Regions from separate parts of the Mus musculus genome. Here region 1 is linked to region 2. A link is a contact called in public Hi-C data. All regions are on one chromosome and are shown on one strand. Each heading gives the region's core, a stretch centred on a gene start, on an enhancer-like site or on the middle of the called end of the contact. The rest is flanking DNA. Distances are from core to core; before and after follow the strand shown. Region 1 has its middle 53 kb from the start of Gm15555. Region 2 holds the start of Hspa13 (heat shock protein 70 family, member 13).

Region 1 (3,377 bases), core at 632-3,131, 290 kb before region 2:
TTTGCAGGGGGCCTAGAATTCTCAAGCATCCCATGACTTGGAGCAAATTCCTAAGTCTGCTTCAGTGTGTGATTTGTAAGGGTAAAGGGTGAGCCAGTAGCATCTCTGATATGTTTACTGGGTTCCCTGTGAGTTGACTCCACAGTGCGGGCTGTGCTAGCCACTGAGGCAGCATGAAGCAGAGAGCTGGGTAAGTAGCTCCCACACACGGTGGGGAGAAGCCTAGCAGTTCTGGTTAGCACTAGTGAGGAGACCAAGCCTTCAGGGGAGTCAGATCTGGGTCTCACTTGGTATGAGAGACAGGGAAATGGCTTTTAGACTCTCTTGTGCTCATTTCCCTCCTTTGGGGGATGGAGGCTGTCAAAATGCTCGCTGCATCCTGTTAGCACTTCTGAGGTAGGTGCGCAGATGTGTTTAAGTCACCTGGTGGGAATGGTTCATTGCTTTTTCTCACAGACCTCAAAGGAGTATCTTTTCCAGTGTTTCACTTCCCTTGCGGAGTTTAGTCAGCGTGTACATATATACTGCTCGCGATGGCTCAGGAACTGATCTAGAAGCTTCAATTTAATGCTAACACTACCCTCAGAGCAATCCCACACAGGGTTATCTATTTTCACCATTAGACACATGAGAAATCTAAAGCATGATACCTGCCTTGGATCACCACTACACAAGTTAGGGAGTCACTTCCAAAGAGTTACCCTCTGTTCTAGTAGTGGACAGACAGACTGAAGCACTCCAACCAGCTAACAGTGCTTTGTTTGTTTGTTTTTAATTTTTATTTACACCTATTGACTTTATATTCCACTCACTGCTCCTCGTCATCTCCTCCATCCCCCTCCACCCCCCACCCCCCCACTCCAGGATACCTCTCTCTCTTCTCTCCTCAGAGCAGATGGGGACTTCCTGTGTATCTCCCCACCAGGGCACATCAAGTCTCTGCTAGGCTAGGCAACAGCGCTCCTTTTTTTTTTTTTTTTTTTTTTTTTTTTTTTTTTTTTGAGAGGCCCATTGGTCTTGCAAACAGCGCTCCTTTTGAGGGCTGTGCTACATTTTGCTCAGCCTAGGCTATGCTCATTTGGAAAACATCTAAAAGAAGCGCAAACCACACAGGTCCAGGTATTTTGTGCACACTCTAAAGACATCAGCAAGGCTCTGAGATATTTACACACAAGTTTAAGATTTTGTGGCCACCCCTCCCCGATGTACAAAAGGCAGGGGACAGTCAGGATTTTAAAGCTGGAACGCCTGTGCTCATCAGGGTCTTCTTCCTGACTTCTTCTCCTGTTGTGTTTCCCGTCACCATGGCAGCCCTCTCTTCCTCCAGCTCAGCTCAGCTGAAATTCACTGTGCCCCCAAGCCCTGCCAAGCCAGCCTTACCTGCTCATTCTCTTTGCTGCTTAGATCATTCTACATTTAACTTTACTGCTTTTTAAATCCCTTTACAAGGTCTTCCAGAGTGCCAATGTGATTTGTGGCAGAGATTAATCTTGTTAAAGAAGTAAGAAGCCAGGTGCTGTTGCTTCTCAGCAATCATGAATTGTAACAATTCTGTTTTTTTTTTAATTATAGAGTATTCAAAATTACACAGGATAGGCTAAGAATAACTATGGGGTGGACTATACGTACAACTTAGTACATTAAAGGCGGTTATTTTCACATAAACGGACTGGTAGGTATTTCTCATATTAATTCTTGATTTTTTTTTTTTTTTGCCTTATGAGTAAATGGTTATATTTAGTCCTCTAGACCTAAAATAAAAAGAGTTATATTTAGGGTTAGTTTCGATGGTTAAATTTTTCTAGTGCCCAAATTCCGCTGAACTCTTCAGATAGCATGCGATTCCGCCTTGGGACATCAGTTCCTCATTTCAAGTTCCTTTTGCAGTGAGGAGACAAGTCTCAGCTCTGCTTGTGTCAGGCCTCAGAGCAGACTTTAAGCACCATCCCTATTTCTACCCAACCCTACTTTCCCAGCAATTCACTTCCAGCGATGTGCTGCGCCAAATGCCTGCTATTAATTAATGATTGCCCTGGGCATGATTTTTACTGATTGAAAGATGGCTGTGAAACTTCCTGTGACTACTTTAGTTTCTCCTTGCTCAGCTAACTCTGTTTTTTTCACCAAACTTTGAAAACCAACCTTCTCCCTCTAGACCGGTACGTCCAGGTGCTATAGCAAACAAGAAAAACATTCCCAAATGCATGTTATCATGGTGTTGGGTGGAGGCAGAGCAGACTTCCTAGAAAAAGGAACTTCTCCGTTGAATTTTGCAAGAGTCAATGCAGTTGGATAATGTATGAAGCTGGAGAGGCCAGCATGCTCTAAAGAAAGAGACAGCGTGTGTACAAACATGGAAGGATGGGAGACTTAGTGCATCTCAGAAAGCAAAGGGAGGTAGGAATTCAGGAGGAAGGTGTGGTGGGATGCCATAAAACATCTTTGGGGTCAGTCATGAAAATCTTAGACTCCTGGATAAGCTCTTCTGCCTCTGCCCTCGAGGTATTTTCCTAAAAAGACACAATCTGATATGAACGCCTTGTTTTCTAAAAGAATACTAAATACACGTGTGCAGGAATACTTCCGATTGACTTCAGAAAGCTTTCAAGTCTCAAGTTTCAGGTCTGTAATTTCGAAAACAAACAAACAGTGGATTCTGTCAGAGAATGCCTTATCTAGGTCCTTTAGCTCTGGAAGGTGTTTGTTGATGGTCAGGAGAGCAGAGTAGGTGGTGAGCCTGGGGTGCAGCTGTGAAGAAGGCCACCTGACAGTGAGGTGAGGGTGAGGGTGTCAGGTTTCTGAATTGGAAGCATTAAAACAATTCAGTGGATATGGTAGGCAAAGGAAGCATGGGATAGATGTGCCATATTAACAAACTGAGGTTTCAGAGAGCAAATTCGGGTGTGTCAAAAGCAACAATCAGATCAGTAATGTGTCTTACATTTATTTATCTTAGATTCTTGACTCTGCTTAGTTGGATGTATCACAGATAGTTAAGCCAAGACTGTAGCCTCACCATTGTGTACAGTTAGCGATAAACAACCCAATCAACTGGAACGGCTTTAATGATTACCTCATAATTAAGTTTACTAATTCTCACTAATTGGAGACGTTCCCCTATTACATATGTCATACATTATTACCTTCCTATCCGTTTCCTTCCCGTGTGGTCCACATTTTAAGGTGCCGATTTGGAGGAAATTTTAGTAAGAATTTCTGTAAGAATTTCACAGGCAGTTTTTCCAGAATCGTTTTGTGTGGATTTGTTTCTGAATTCTGTGATCGAGCTGCATGCTGCTCTGTCAGAGGCAGTTATCTCATTTAAATTAAATCTTCTGTTAGACAATACAATCACCACACACTCATTTTAAGATCCG
Region 2 (2,964 bases), core at 48-2,547:
ATACTAAAAACCACCTGTATCCTCCCCCTCAATAATTGTGGTTAATCTTTTCGTCTTGCTGGGATTCAGAATCATCATGGAAGTAAACTTCCGGGTATGTATATGAGGGCGTTTCTGACCTGATTAATTGAGGCGAAAAGACTTCGCCTAACTATGAGCACTGCTATTCCGACATCCAGCAGGTTCAAGGCTGAATTAGAGAGAGAGAGAGAGAGAGAGAGAGAGAGAGAGAGAGATGCCTTCGTTTCCTGTCTCTGCTTCCTGACTGGGTGCAATGGGGACAGCTGGTTAAAAGGTCTTGCCTCCGTGACTTCCTTGCTATGAGGAACTGTACCATTGAACTTTGAGCCAAAATAAATCTTGTCTTCTTCAAATTGCTTTGCTAACGTGTCTTATGGCGCCAGGGGAAAAGTGATCGGATAGTCAACACGTGAAAGGACGGACCTGTCCAGGAAGACAATTCTGGCCATTTATGACATAATTAAAACGAAAAGTAGAATGTATCTTTCCATATTAGTTGGTAATAGCATATGTGAATGTTAATATTAGATTTGAAAATATCTTGGATAAACCATGCGGTCCTGGACAAACTTCATTCCTGACGAGCCCGTGAAATAATTTACTGCCAACAGCATCGGGCTGGCATTGCATTTAATGACTGCAAGGATATTTGCAAAGCAACGAACAGGTACACCAGAGGTGGGGTCTCCGGTAGGACTGCCCCACTGTGGAATGCTAAGGGGACTTCGGAGGGCTTAGGAGAAGTCTATCTAGAATCTTGATTTCGACCAAAGACGCATAAACCTTAAAAAAGAGGCTGAACAACAAAACGAAACAAAAAACAAAAACAAACAAACAAAAAAACCGGAAGTTTGAATTCCCCGCCTGCCTGGCAACGCAACCCACCTCGGAATCTTAATTGGTTTTATCCTCTTTATGCCTTCCAAGCTCTGGACAGTCCAGAACTGCAGTTCCCACAATACAACGCGGTGAGGCGGGGCTACAGGGACTTTTTTTTTTTTTTTTTTTTTTTTTTTTTAACCGCGAGTAAGCTCGCAGCGTTTTGGGTTTGATGAATGACAAACTCTGGCCTTTCCCAGACGCTGCTCCCACAACAAAGCCTGGTTTGTTGGGCCTTCGTGCGTGGGGAGGCCGAGTCTTCCCTCACTGGCCTGAGTAAAATCCGCCCCGCGGCCTCATGGTAGATGGAGTCATTGCTGTGGTGGAAATCGTAGTTCCTCCGGCTAATTCGGAGCCGACGGACTACATTTCCCAGGAGGCTGCGCGACAGCCGGCGACTAGGGGGCGGTGCCTCCCATCGGTACAGTCATCCTTCTGCCTGTTCGGCGGGACTGATGGCCGGAGAGATGACGATCTTAGGTCAGTATCTCAGGGGTCCCTGCAACTATGGAAGTCGACGGGGAAGTTCGACGAGGTCTGGGTGGGCAAGGGTTGGTTGTCTCACTCTCTGAATCACAGGTCACGCAGCCGAAGGGAGCCTGAAAAGGGGGCTAAGGCTGTTTGGAGCTGGTGGGGGCGGGGCGTCTGGAGTCGGGGGTCTGACTTGCCGGAGGCCTCTTGGGGTCGTGCCACCAGCCACAGGTCTGAGAGACGAGGGCCTAGGAATGCTAACGACCTCGGTCTTGAATGGGTAGCCGAAATCGGTTCTCTGTGCGAGAACCCACTGTGAATAAGAAGGGGATCTCGAGATTGAAGACTCTTGGCTTCACTCGGGATGCGGAATTGGGAGGGATTCAAGTCCCTGTGCATTCTTAGATGGATTCTCTTTTGAACATACCGATTGGGAATCAACATTCCCTTGCCAAACGCTGAGATGCTTTTGAGATTTGTCTGTAGGTGGGAAGAGACAAGTGGATAGGTTCTTGGTCTGCTATGATGTGCCAGGCGTTGATTTGAAGGAGCTAGCAATTACCAACAGCACTACCGAGTGACATTATGGGTTTGAGTGGGGACAGGTGTATTACGCAGACTAGTGAAACCAAATCAGATATTAATTCTAAACTCAAAGTGATGTTCTTATTCGCTTTTGTGTACAATATGCCTGATGTTTCTATATGATCTTTTCCCTTAAATATTTGCTGAGCCTCTGCTCTTCATGGGCCGTACTATTCAATGGTGACTAGAACTTGCCTTCGGGAAGTTTACATATTGTTGCTATCAGGGTTAGCACTTGCATACTTCTTCCCTAATATCTATTTTGAAAAGTATATCCTTAATGAATGCTTATATATGCAAAATCTCTTCTGGACTCTATGAGGTAACAGTAGTGCCTAAGCAGTTTTCAGATCAACATATCCAACTTACGTATTTTATCCTTTTGAATGGGTAAAGACGATAACCAAACAGGTTAGACTTACATACCAAAGCTGTCTCTGTGGGAATTTCATAATGGCATTTCATTTTAGTAATAACAGGTAAAAACTGTTTATGAAGCTATCAATCTAAATAGCAATAATCCAAGAAAACTGGATTGTATTTAGCTTTAGTTTCACATTTGTGATATTTTCATTCAACAACAGCATAATGGTTATTTAAATATCTTTACATTTTATTCCTTTATTATCATGTAACGGATTATACAAAAATACATTTGTGAGGGCTTTTGGTTTTTGAGGGTTTTTTTTTTCTCCTTTGTTTTTAATTGTACCCCGATGGAATGTTAAAAACTTGATGTCCAAAAGAAGTAGCTAATAATCCTATAAAGTGAAATATTTTATGTTTTGTTTTAAAAGTGCTACTAAGAAGATGTTGCTATAGGTACAGTATATGGTGGTAGCTTCATAAAAACTTATCTTTTTACCTTTTGCAGGTTCAGCTGTTTTGACTCTCCTCTTGGCGGGCTACTTGGCACAACAGTATTTACCATTGCCTACGCCAAAAGTGATTGGCATTGACCTGGGTACCACCTACTGTTCGGTTGGTGTATTTTTTCCCGGGACAGGA

What was found. A called contact is a pair of places that touch in the nucleus more often than the background predicts.
Region 1: a Hi-C map of B cells shows a contact between it and region 2, with 17 read pairs. The contact joins the enhancer-like site here to the promoter of Hspa13 in region 2. A contact is called at or near these places in 1 of 15 datasets of contacts at CTCF or cohesin (pro-B cells), 2 of 484 Hi-C or Micro-C datasets (B cells and bone marrow-derived macrophages), 4 of 115 datasets of contacts at active chromatin or transcription factors (the 230-238 cell line, bone marrow-derived macrophages and large pre-B cells) and 2 of 9 other capture datasets (adipose tissue and liver).

What each region holds. Positions count from the first base shown.
Region 1 is chr16:76,052,200-76,055,576 of GRCm38.p6, reverse strand. No RefSeq gene overlaps it. Among named protein-coding and RNA genes, the nearest start is that of Gm15555, 53 kb to the right of the region's middle. Within about 2 kb of position 1,881, at least 54 of the 459 cell types and tissues checked have an H3K27ac peak or open chromatin away from gene starts, as enhancers often do. A contact at or near this core is called in the 230-238 cell line, B cells, bone marrow-derived macrophages and 1 more, where this site is marked.
Region 2 is chr16:75,765,151-75,768,114 of GRCm38.p6, reverse strand. Hspa13 (heat shock protein 70 family, member 13) reads left to right here and starts at 1,297. Exons shown (of 5, transcript NM_030201.3): 1 at 1,297-1,380; 2 at 2,831-2,964. The coding sequence starts at 1,356.